Regions from separate parts of the Mus musculus genome. Here region 1 is linked to region 2. The links are chromatin contacts, called in public Hi-C maps. All regions are on one chromosome and are shown on one strand. Each heading gives the region's core, a stretch centred on a gene start, on an enhancer-like site or on the middle of the called end of the contact. The rest is flanking DNA. Distances are from core to core; before and after follow the strand shown.

The links. Hi-C and Micro-C count contacts between places; a contact is called where the count stands out from the background.
Region 1: a Hi-C map of uterus shows a contact between it and region 2, with 1.9 times the contacts expected there. The contact joins two enhancer-like sites. A contact is called at or near these places in 2 of 484 Hi-C or Micro-C datasets (both in uterus), 3 of 115 datasets of contacts at active chromatin or transcription factors (astrocytes, bone marrow-derived macrophages and neural progenitor cells) and 1 of 9 other capture datasets (embryonic stem cells).

Annotation. Positions count from the first base shown.
Region 1 is chr8:68,552,849-68,558,773 of GRCm38.p6, forward strand. Csgalnact1 (chondroitin sulfate N-acetylgalactosaminyltransferase 1) reads right to left here. Exons shown (of 10, transcript NM_172753.5): 3 at 4,124-4,272. Among named protein-coding and RNA genes, the nearest start is that of Csgalnact1, 180 kb to the right of the region's middle. Within about 2 kb of position 4,238, at least 41 of the 459 cell types and tissues checked have an H3K27ac peak or open chromatin away from gene starts, as enhancers often do. A contact at or near this core is called in uterus, where this site is marked.
Region 2 is chr8:68,391,248-68,397,653 of GRCm38.p6, forward strand. All of the region lies in intron 5 of Csgalnact1 (chondroitin sulfate N-acetylgalactosaminyltransferase 1), which reads right to left. Among named protein-coding and RNA genes, the nearest start is that of 1700125H03Rik, 26 kb to the left of the region's middle. Within about 2 kb of position 1,689, at least 54 of the 459 cell types and tissues checked have an H3K27ac peak or open chromatin away from gene starts, as enhancers often do. A contact at or near this core is called in uterus, where this site is marked.

The DNA.
Region 1 (5,925 bases), core at 2,988-5,487, 160 kb after region 2:
TGGGAGACCTGTGCCACAAGCCCTTTAGCACTGAGCCATCTTTCTAGCCTCCAAGTGATATAATCTCCCAGGATTATATCCTAGCATACAGATAGACTGTATGTCATGGCATACATTGTGACTTTGTCACTATAAAGTACGTAGTTATGCTTATTTCTAATACCTACTTTGTCTTTCACTCTAGGCTACTTGATGCTTGTGTTTTATGCACTTGTAGAAGACCAGCAAAGACTTACAAGATTAGATATCTACAAACAGAATCTCTGTTCCCAAGACACTATTGGAAAGGCTGAACCGCTGACATAAGAAAGAACAGGATGAGCTCAGAGTAGCATTGTGTAAACAGTGGGAATGACATGCCCATGAACAGTATATAAACAGGTGTGACATAAATATTTCCTCTGAACTGAAACAGTCTCTCTTGGAGGCATGACAGGGGCTCTTAAGCATAACAAGCAAACAAACAAACAAAAAAACCAAACCAAAACAAACAAACAAAAACTATGGAAATTTACCAGACTTGGGAAACTCAGAAATTTATAAAATTCACAATTCTCCCTCTATAAGGTTATGTAAACAGTAAGCAATTGCTAAGGGAGAGGCCTCTTCCACGGAAATGACTGCTACTTGTACAGGAAACCGCTAGGATGTAGCTTCTCTGAGTCATCACTCTTCCTGGCGTGGGCTTTTTGGTGATGTAGCTGCATACGAATCATCACAGTCCTGTATGTGACCTCTCACCCTTATCCCTGTAAGTCACTCCAGTAAACTCATTGGTTCACCAAGCAAGACTTGGGTGGAATCAGCTGTGTGTTCTATCATTGCAGTTTTACCTAGGATACATAGATGTTTATTTATGTCTTCCGAGAACGAAACACAACAAAGGTGTCAAGAAAACACAACGCAAGGAAACATGTTCAGGTATGAGTTAGCTAACCCTTCCCTAACTTTTCCATTCACCCTTCACTTGGCACCAATCAGGAGCCATAGCCTGGTTGGCAGAGCTAAGCAATGTTGATTCAGGATGCTTAGTTATGTGGGCTGCTGTAGAGGTTACCAGCTTCAAACAATCATAGTGAGGAGAGGAGGAATGAACAAAAGAAGGGATCAGAAGGTAGGAAAACAGACCAAGAGCATGAAGGTGTGAATAGGGGTATAGGCAGCACTCAGCGAAAAGAGCAATTCTCTTTCTTGACCGGAAGAAGGGAACTATGGGTATGGAACTTCAGATGCAGGAAATGCATCAGTGAGCTGCAGCAAGTACCAAGTGAGGATACGACTGTGGCAAGAATTAATTCACTGAGAAGAGACCACATTGGGGCAGGCTCTAGGATGAAGGTATGTAGGAGTTATGTATGGTTTGACTATGCAATGTCCCCATCAGCTCACGTGCTTGAACATTTGGTCACCAACTAGAGAGATTTGGGGAAGTTGTGGGACCTTTTGGTGTTAGAATCATGATTTAGATTCCTTAGGTGTAAGGGCTATGGGGTATAAACCTCTCAAGTTCCTGCCCCAGTTCTCTGCTTCTTGACTGCCTCTATGATATAACCATCCACTTCACACTCCTACAGCAACAGCCATAGCAGTTCCCACCAGCATAACCTCACCACACTGATAGATTGTATGCCCTGAACTATGTGCCAAAATCGATCTTTCCTCTCTTGCTTGTTTTTTTTGTTTGTTTGTTTGTTTGTTCTTTTGTTTTGTTTTGCTTTTGTTTTTCGAGACAGGGTTTCTCTGTATAGCCCTGGCTGTCCTGGAACTCACTCTGTAGACCAGGCTGGCCTCGAACTCAGAAATCCACCTGCCTCTGCCTCCTGAGTGCTGGGATTAAAGGCGTGCACCACCACGCCCAACAATCCTTCCTCTCTTAAGATGTTATTCCATCACCACAACAAGAAAAATATCACACAGGACACAAGGATATTTCTACTATAAAATGGGCATGGCCTAGTGCTATTAAATATCTGGAACGAGAATTAATGCCTTCCACATGGGATTGCATGATTAGCAGCCCCATGCTGTGTGGGGCACCTGCCCATCACTGCTGCCAGAGGTTCAAGTCTGAGTCAGCAAGAGTGAGGAGCAGCAGGTAACAACTCTCTCCAGCTAGTGCTTACCTGGCAGGCCTCCTGTTTCCTGGGCAAGATCTCCTGTCGTTGCACTAGGTTCCAACAGGATTATAACTGTTCTTCATAGCCAATGTATGAACTACAGCCTCCCCTCTTCTGTCCTGTCTTACTACCCAATAGCTTTAGAACTTAGACATTTGATTTCTCCCACATAGACTTTGATCAATTTCTGATTGCTTCCTGGCTAATTTTCACCCTGGACCCTTTCTGCTATCATCTCAAGACTTTTACAGTTACAGCACACGTGATTTTTAAATGGGGTGTTCTCTTTTACACCATCCAAGTTATTCTTGAAAACATTAAGCATCCTAAGACTCAAGGTGAGAGCCATTCTTGTGCTCTGAAGTTGGCCACCTGTTTTCACAGCCCTTTGACTTACTACTTAGAGAAGAACTTGTCAAGAAGCAATCTCCAGTTGTGTTCCTATTGCTCACTTTTGGCTGAGGTACTTACATGTTTTCTGCTGTCGACAACTCAAATGTGGTCCCTTTTAAAGCGCCACATTTTCTATCTTCCTAGTACAATAATGTAAAACTGACTCATGGATCTTAACTTACTCCTTTTATCTTAACCACAATAACAATGCTAGACCCCTGCCCCACCCCCATTATCAATAATACAAAAACATAAATAAAACCTCTGTTAAAATGTGTTAAGGAGGAAGCAGCACTTTTCAAAGACAAAAGTGTCTGCCAGGCACAGCTCTCCTGTCTTCATCCCTCTGTCTACTTTTTATTTGTATTTCTAGAGAAAACTGGAAGAAAAAAAAAGATTTCATTGCTGAAAACACGAAGTATGGGTACAATTTCCCATTCCCTTCCCAATGTTACTGATGTTGCGAAGGCTCCTGCTTATACTGAGGCAGAATCTCCTATCCCTCGATGGCCAGGACCTTGCTGGGTACATGTGGATGCCCCTGAACTCCTAATTCTCCTGCCTCCAGTTCTCAAGTTCTCGACTTAACTTCTTTAACATTAATCTTGCCAGTTGTATTTAAATATCTTATAGTAAAGAAACCCAAAATTATTGCTTACAAGAGCAAAACAAGCTGTCAGAAATACTACATTTATCCCAAAGCCTAAGCCAATAGTATATATTCATTAGGAAGCAATTCTCAAATAGTTCTAATGACCACCCCTAGGGATATTACAAAGGTGATTCATCTTCCCGAACCATTTTACTTTAACTTGATCAAAAATCACTGTACCCATTTGGCTAAAGAATGACTATTTCAGAAAGGTTAATATTCTGTCCCAGCTGTGTTCTCAATTTAGTGGTCAGTTAAGGTTTTTTGTGTGTTTTTTGTTTATTTGTTTGTTTAAAAAAAGCTCTTCTAGTTGTGCTATTGATTAATGCTCTAAAAAGACAAAAATACCAAAAGAGTATTGAAAGTGAAATAGAGATCACTGCCAGTGGATGAGGAGTTTCAAAGCAAACTAGTTGAGCTTCTTTAAAAAAAAATGATGCCTTTAAAAATAACTTTTTATTAATATAACTATTAAAGTAAAATGAACATATTCTGTAGATAGCTGGGATATCCCAGTAATGCGGAAGTTATATCCCAGTGTAAGGTTTGCTTTCTAAGTCACCTGCGACAAATAGATTCACTTATCTGCAAGAGTAAGTGCTACATAAATCCTTAAAGGCTAAAAATGATCTTGGCTTCTCTTATAATGGAAAAGGGAGTCTAAAATGCTAAGAGGAAAAGAAATGGGAGGCAACCCCTGTAAATTTCCATCCTTTAAATACAGTGAGATTTAATAACGGTAAAATGCATGTGATTTAGTATGTAACACACAACTCATCTGAACATATTATGCCCCCCAAAGTAGTAGAATATGCCCCTCTTCCTCTTTAATAAGTAAAACGCAAATTATTTTTTTGAAATGAAACCATCAATATCTAAAAGCACGAAAGCCCGGCTGAGAACAGAGGAAGGCAAAACACCGCACTTCCATGTGGAAAAGAACAAACCCAAACAAGCTAACCTCGGCAGAAAGAAAGGCGCACAGCTGTTCCGCTCGCACATCTGCTTCTGGTGGTGACTGCGCTGGAGTTGCACTTGGCTTCCAAGTCAGGGTCCAGAGGGAAAGTACCGCCCCCTTCTGCTAGCACCGTGTTCAGCTCAGCGCCACCACTGGAGGAAAAAAAATCCATGCAATGAAGTGTTAACAGTAAAAGAGAAAATTCCTCATTTGAGTTTTTCTGAAAAGGTTCACACGCTGCAAGGGTTCCCTCTGGGAATCTTACTACCAGTGACCACCACTGGCATTCGCAACACTAAGCCAGCCTGCTTCAGCCCTGGAGGAAAGCTTTGCTGGCAGGACTAGTGCCTGCCAAAGACGCTGGAGAAGACAGACTGGGTGCTTTTGATTGTCATCCGGCTCCCCACCCAAATCCCGAGATCCAGAACCCCTGCCCAGCCCCCTCTCTGTACATCTTGCCCTCGCTAAAGGATGGTGGGGTGAGTTACGGATGGACCCTACACTGTCCCAGCCCTTGACAAAACAGATGCTGTCAGCTGAGATACAAGCAGAATATGAAGATGTTCAGACCAAAGACTCCCCATAAGTAAGAAAGATTCTGGAGAGACACTAAGGTCCTCATGTGGAGCCTGTAATATACTGTTTTCAATGAACTAACATGGGGCTCACTTCCCCAAGAATTTTCCTTATTTTTATTCTGTCTGTCTCATAATTCAAGTAATGGACATAATATATCCGTTTGTGTGTGTGTATACACACTACATTTCCATTTCACATGCAGGAATGATTAAAAAGTCCAAGATGATTTCTACAAGGCCAAAGGAAAGATTGATAAGCCACTAAAGTCTACAGATGACTTGCTGCCCCCATCCCCACCCCAACCCCCCACCCTGTCTCCATAGGGACAGCCTGCCAGCAAGTGAGTTTGAAGGTTGTTTTCTGTTGTTGTGGGGGTTTTTGGGTTTTTTGTTTGTTTGTTTTTTGTTTTGTTTTTTTGTTTTGTTTTTGTTTTGTTTTTGGTTCTGGGTTTTGTTTTGTTTTGTTTTGCCTCACTGGCATTAACAAATCAGTGGAAATGTACACTGCTTTGCTATAGAAGTAGGGTCTGTTTTCTATCCACACTCTCTCACCCTGGTTTGCTCTGGTTTTAGCAGTGGAAGTGGGGTGTCATCTTCCTGGGAGGGGCAAGTCTCCAGACCTCCAACTTTGACTACTCCTGGCCGAGCTGCCTGCTTCCACACAGCTCTCCTAGCCCAACGCCCCCCGCCCCCCCACCAGCCTAATTAATCTATGTCTAAATGGAGCTGCAGTTGGCAGAGAGGCAGCAGTGTCAACGTGGAATAATCACTTGGACCTGAATCTCAGTTGTTTTCCATCCCTGACAACAAATAATGTTACTTCCCAGCCTGCAGGCCAAGAGCTGAAATGGGTTTATAATTTGCCTTCCAATCAATCTCTGAGTCTCTCTCAACCCCCTAAGTTTTCTCTTCTGTCTTTCAGCATGCAGGAAACAGCCTCGGAGACTCCATCAGGGGCAAGGTCTTTATTGATATCCTTAATGAATATTCTTTGCCTTCTAAGTAAAAAGGTGGAAATCTGCATAATCCCAAACCATGCTGGTTTACATAATGAAAACAAATAGACTGTCGGCTGGTAGCTCTGCAAGATCATTAATAAGCTCCGTCATTCTCTCACCCCAGTGGCTGGAACAGCAGCCTTCAGTCATTTCATATGCACCAAGTCATCCACATTCAGCCAGCCTAGACCCTGACACTAGGCAGGTTGGAATCAGAGGACAAACAGCT
Region 2 (6,406 bases), core at 439-2,938:
ACAAGTAGGACTGGCATGTCTTCTCTTGAAGAAGTTTCCAGTCTCCTAGGCAGAACTCACACAAAGAAACCACTCCTCCCTAAGGTTGTGCAAGTCCCACTACTGACGTCTGAATGGTCTTTGTATTTTCCAAAACTTTTTCCACGTGACTGCCCTGTCCTTGGCAAAAATCTATGGGAATATGTGTGATTAGAGGAACATGTGCAGATGTGGTTTGTTTCCGAGATAAAGATTAAAAAGAAGTAACAAATGATAGACTCATGCCATATACAGACTTCTATGTTTACCCTGTTCATCATTTGTATTTGGACAATGCTATCTACATTGCTGAGGTGACAGGTCTGTCTGCTTTTGTGAGCATATCCCCAGGGATACTGTGGTAGGGTGGTCAGGGAAACTATAAATGGTCGCAGGGAACTCAGGTCTTGTCACCCCCTCTCGGGAGCATACTAGATCCATAAATACTTCCCATTACTTCAACAGCCCCAATTCTTTGACCTCAATATGGAAACTGAAAATTCTGCTTCTACATCATAAAGACTGTACCTTTTAAGGGTGATTTTCCCAATAAAATGGTTTGTTCTTCCCTAAGTCATTGTCACACAGTGCCAAGACTAGTTACAATACATTTTTAGGCATAAAACATGTGTTACAGTCCTTTATGCTGAACTATATTTTTATCTCCTGAGAAGTCAAAGTCACAATTTCATGGTCTTTGAGTTCTGTAGGACTGAGCTGTTTATAGAAGTGTGGGACCATTGCCCAAATCTTGGCTTAGAGGTAAGAAAATGCATTCCAATGACCTCCGAGAGCGATACAGGGAGTCTCACACACACATATCTGGTTCCCTAGAATCAGTGTAGTATCTGCCTCTAGGGCTGGCCACCTTTGCAATAGGAGGGATGAGTCTATTAGATCTGACAGTCTTACTGTATAGAATTAATTGTTGAACACAGTGCTGTGTGCAGAAAGACGTGAAGTAGAAAAAAACCTCAACAAAACAAGTGGAAATCATTGGGTGGGGGGAGGACTGGTCATCTTAGGTTTCTGATAAGGAAGCTGGTCAGACACTGTCAAACAGATCTGGTGGTCTAGAGGCTTCCGTAGGCCTGTTTGCAAGAGGTATTGTACCCTTAGGCACAGAACACCATGGGAATAAGCTTGAAACTATGTGGGAAGAGCTGTCCTGTGTGCTGAAAGACAGTCAGCATCATTTCAGGCCTCCACCAACTATGTGCCAACAGTATCCTCCTAACCCAGTTGTCAGAACCAAACGTATCTCCACAGTTTGCCAATGTACTTAGGGCTGGAAAGAGTAGAATATAAAAGGTTCCCAGTTTTACAGCCCTGTCTTTAGAATCTATTTGAGCAGTAACATCTGCTCTGCAGGAGGGAAAGCTTGGCTTGAAGAGAAATGAACCCTCCAGTGTCTGTCTGATACTCCAGACCATTCTTGCGAAATCCCATGTGACTTCCTGAAGTGAAGCAACACTAAAAAACTTCCTTTACAGAATCGGAAGCCTTAAGGGGTCATTGTCAATCTAGGCCAGGACTTAAGGGGAATCAGTGCCAAAGGGTACTTATAGTTGGGGGTTGGGCACTGATGGTATATGCACTGGGACAGCTGCAGCCTCTGAGGCATAAGTGGCAGTTGCTTTAGTTGTCATCAGAGGCAGGGAGCTGGCTCTGTTCTATGACACTTGGGCTGGCAGTGCATTCTAAGCACATGACCTTGCACATTTAAGAAGACCAGGAAAGACTGGGAGAATCGTGGGAAATTGGTGATCTCATGTTGGATAAGAGAAAGCAGGAAGCTGTGTGTCATTAAGCTGGGATGTCAGTTTTTATACCCCATGCTGAGCGGCCTGGGGAAACCTCTGTAGTGTGGTGTGCATGAAGTTCTCACTCAAAAATTGATGTGTTGGTAGCTTGGCTCTCAGTGTGGTGGTACCAGGAGGTGGGGTTTAGTGTAAGGTGATTAAGTCACTGGGGGAACTGTCATTGGAAGGAATTACTTTACATTTTGTGGGACTTTGGTGTGTTCCTGTGTGGTTACCTAGACATGTTGATACATGCCTACCATTCTAACATTTGGGAAATGGAATGTATTCCAAGCCAGATCCTGTCTCAGAAGAAAAGAAAGGAAGTAGGGGTGTTGGGGGGGGGAGATAAGGGAAGATGGCTAAGGAATAAGAAAAGAAAGGGAAAGGAAAGGAAGAGAAGAGAAGAAAGTAGATGAGATGAAAGGAGAGGTGAGGCAAGAAGGTGGTAGGAAGGGGAGGAAAAAGAAGAGGGGAGGGGAGAAGAGGAGAAGGGAGAGGAGAGGAGAGAAAAGGAGAAGGGAGAGGAGAGGAGAGAAAAGGAGAAGGGAGAGGAGAAGAGAGGAGAGGAGAGAAGAGGAGAGGGAGGGCGAGCTGGGAAAGCACAGCTCTATCTGGCTCCTGAGGGCTTTTTCCCTTCATGCTGTGGTTTCTCCTTGTGTGATGTGTTCTCACCCTAACTCCATTCACTATGATAACCTCACCAGGAACAAGTCAATGGTAGGACCAAGCCTTAAATTTCTAAAACCAACTAAGTAAACTACTTTTTTGTTCTGTTTGTTCTGTTTGTTTGTTAGTTTGTTTATGAGCAGGGACTCTCATTGCATAGCCCGGACTAGTCTGAGATTTCTTATGTGGCCCAGGCTGGCTTCAGGCTTACATTACTCCTCCTTCATCAATGTCCCAAGGACTGAGAATATAGTCATAAGCCACCATGGCTGCCTTAATCAACTTTGTGTATACTCATTTTTTAACAACGTATTGTAACAACATAAATCAGATCAACACACAAATTCAGGAATCCACATTCAGTGAGTCCCTGGCTTATGCAATGCATTTTGTTTTCCTTGGCGAAGGATTAACAAAGGGCTATCACATTTGATCCCTCCAAGGGAATAAAAATCCAGGTTTACTTCAGACACTCCAGGTTTTACGAATGAAAATCTCACATGCAAGGAGATGCTTAAGTTGCAGAAAACTGGGATAACTGGAGAGTAACAATGTAGTGAAGTGGAATAACCATAGTTGTGGAGGCCAATGAACAGAAAGGATACCAAGAAAACAGTTAACTTCTGGAGGCTGATGGATGTTGTCTCCAATCAGCATCAAAGGTGAGTGAGCTCTACACAGATAAGCAGAGCAGAGACGTATTCCCAGCTAAGAAAGCCTTAGCTACAAGCAATCTACTGTTTTCCAAGTCAGTTTCTACTCAGATATATCAGGAACGGAAAACAAAACAAAACAAAAACAAAAACAAAAACCATTGGAGTGCTTCATGCAATAACAATCCATCAGGCCCCATTCTATCAACAGTTTCTTATGTCAGCAGGATGGAAATCACTCAGCCATAAAGAAACCAGGTATACTATAAGGAACAGACTCTATTCTGGAGGGGGAAGAGAGGGCTATTGGATACTCTGGCATCTGTTTATATCATGGCATTCTGTTTTGGATTCCGTGTATCCTTTCCCTTACCCTTGTGCCAGCATGAATCAACAGATAATTCTACTATCCTAGTATCTGGGTGTTCTGATCATTGTTAAGAAGTGATGGTGGATTTGAACATGCAATCAAACAACTTTCCTGATTCTCATTGCAACACAGGAAACACATTCTCGATTCCAATTGACCGTATTTCACTCTATTGGATAGGCATTTTTACATGATCTGTAGTCTTCTATTAGGTCCCTAAAGAAAACTATTAAAATGACATGACTAATAAAAATTGTGTTTCTCAAGATCATCAGATATGAAAGTTTCTTGGTGTAGCTCTGGCTTGTGAGTAGTGAAATGGCTCAGAAAATGGTATTAAAACATGAATCAGAAAGAGATTGTACTATGCTGATAGCATCCATTCCATTTAAGAAACTACAGAGGACACAGGCATATATCTGTGTCACAATCCTAGTGGATGGAAAAATTTTAGTCACCTATATTAGCTTAGCCAAATGCTTAAGGATTATTTCAGTTAGAAATTCTATAATCATCACTTTAAGTTATTTTCCCAAATTTTTCCAGATCCATCTTATAGATTCTAGGCCAAAATGGGATGAAAGAGAAAACCTCTAAAGAAAGTCAAGTAGATTTTCCTGATCATACATTAAAATGTCAGAAATGGCCTGAGAAGGATGAGAATAGCCAGAAGGAGAAAACAATATTCAAACAAATATAATCCACCCAGTCTAAAGAGGAACTTGACAAGCAAGAGAGTTTAGTCCAGCTGGAAGCAGTCAAAATAAAAATGCAAGCAAAATTGGAACAAACAAGAAAGGTTTTTAAAAACCCATGAAGCATATTTTCCATTAAAATCCCCCCACCCTGCTGGGGAGAGGCAGAGATAACAATCTGAAGATCTATAGCTTTGTTATTGTGAGTCTTCCTGATATCTAACAAAGCACAGATGAGCCTAAAATCCATATTACAGATGAGAGAAACTCAGCAGCCAAAGCCAAGTGGAGACAGCTTCAAAGGCAAACTAAGGTGATTACCCAAAGCAAAGAAGAGGAGGCAGCTTAAGGTGATAACTCCTGGGCCAAGAGTGTACAAGCAAACATGACCTGACTTCAGTAAAGTTCACATAGGAGCTCCAGACGCCCTGTGATCCCAAGTGGTGGGAGGATGTTCATGGGTAAGGAAATGGCACATGAGGACTGTAGGTTTCGCATTCAGGCTAGTCTGATGGCAGCCAAAAAAGGAGTTTTGTTAAGTGCCAGCCACATGACCTCCAGAATCCCAGACAGGATCACACCTGGAGGCCCTGGGGCAACCAAGATTAGTGTCATCTACAATGGTCTCAAAGGGCACAGTAGGGTTTTGATTCTTCATCAGGATATGGAAATACCCAGTTCTTGCCACAGTACTTGTTGCCAGTGCTATGAAGAGCATTTACCTGGCATCCAGTACTTATTAACTGAAAGCCCTGAGGGTTTACAGCTGGAAATAAGCTTGCCTCACCCAACAATGGCTTTTTCTCACTAAATACTAAGGCTAATATCCACTAGCCCTTGCTTTCCCCTTTTCTTCTTGTCTGCTGGGAGGTTCAGAAAATGAGCACACTGGTGAGTTTGTTTTGTTTCCCAATCACAGACCTGTCCAGGCATCCCAAAGAAAACTCCTTGTTAAAAACATGATTGGATGGGAGAAAATCAACCAACCCACCAACCAACCAACCAACCAACCAACCAACCAAAAAACCATGAGTGGTAAAGTTTAGCATTTCTTGAGTTTATTGGCTGTCAAAGCTCTGTGTAGCTGTGGTTTTAAACAGTGAAGTGGCTCACAGAAATGGATAGGAAGAAGGTCTGGTAAAGCTCCATAGCACTCCACAGTTGAGAAGGAATACAGCAACTGGGAAATTCCAACAGAGGCTGTACCCAACCAGCTAAGCCTGAGCCCACCTGCATTTTCACATAACAGATGTCAACAGAACAACACTCTGCCCTTAAAATACAGCTGGGGTGGGCACAGTGGCTCTCACTTGAGGTAAAAGCTCAGTCAGGCCTTTGATTTCGCAACAGCACAGCAACTGAACCCTTAGGGCAAGAAGACAAAGAAAGAGGGTATGGGAAGAAGGCTGAAGGGGGGCAGAGGTTGATTTTTCTTTTTTTTTTAAAAATGACATTCAAGGCAAAAAGAATATATAGTCTCAATGAGAACAGGGCTCAGCCAAAGGAAACTTTCTTACAATTGCTCCACTTTCACTAAATATGAAGTCAATGAAAAAAAAAGTTCATTTTAAACCAAAACAAGAGTACCAGGCACAGGGTGTACTCAGAAAATAAAACAACAGCAAAACAAATAAAAGCATCTTAGAAAGATACAGAATAGAAGATAAGTTCCTGACATCAGGAAAGGTTTGCATGCATGCAGATAAAGATAAAGGCACTAAGACTAGAGCGAAGGACTGGATGGATGACCCCGTGGGTAAGTGCTCCTGCTCTGATAGCTTAAGGACCTTAGTTTAAATCCCAGCTTCTACATTAAAAAATGGGGGTAGGCTGCACATGGCTATAGGCCCAGAATTATAGGATAAAGACAGGCATATCCCAAGAGCCTACTTGAGCCAGAATGGAAGCTTTTGGTTCTATGAGAAACTCTGTCTCCAGAAAATAAAGTCAGAGCAATAGAGGAAGACATTTACCTGCATATACACACGGGCCTGTGTTGTGACACACTCACCACATGCTTACCTACATAGACATAGACATAGACATAGACATAGACATAGACATAGACATAGACATAGACATAGACATAGACATAGACATAGACATAAACATAATATACATATATACACACATACATATATAATATACATATGCATATACATAATGTACATATATACAATGTGTGTATCCAGACAACAT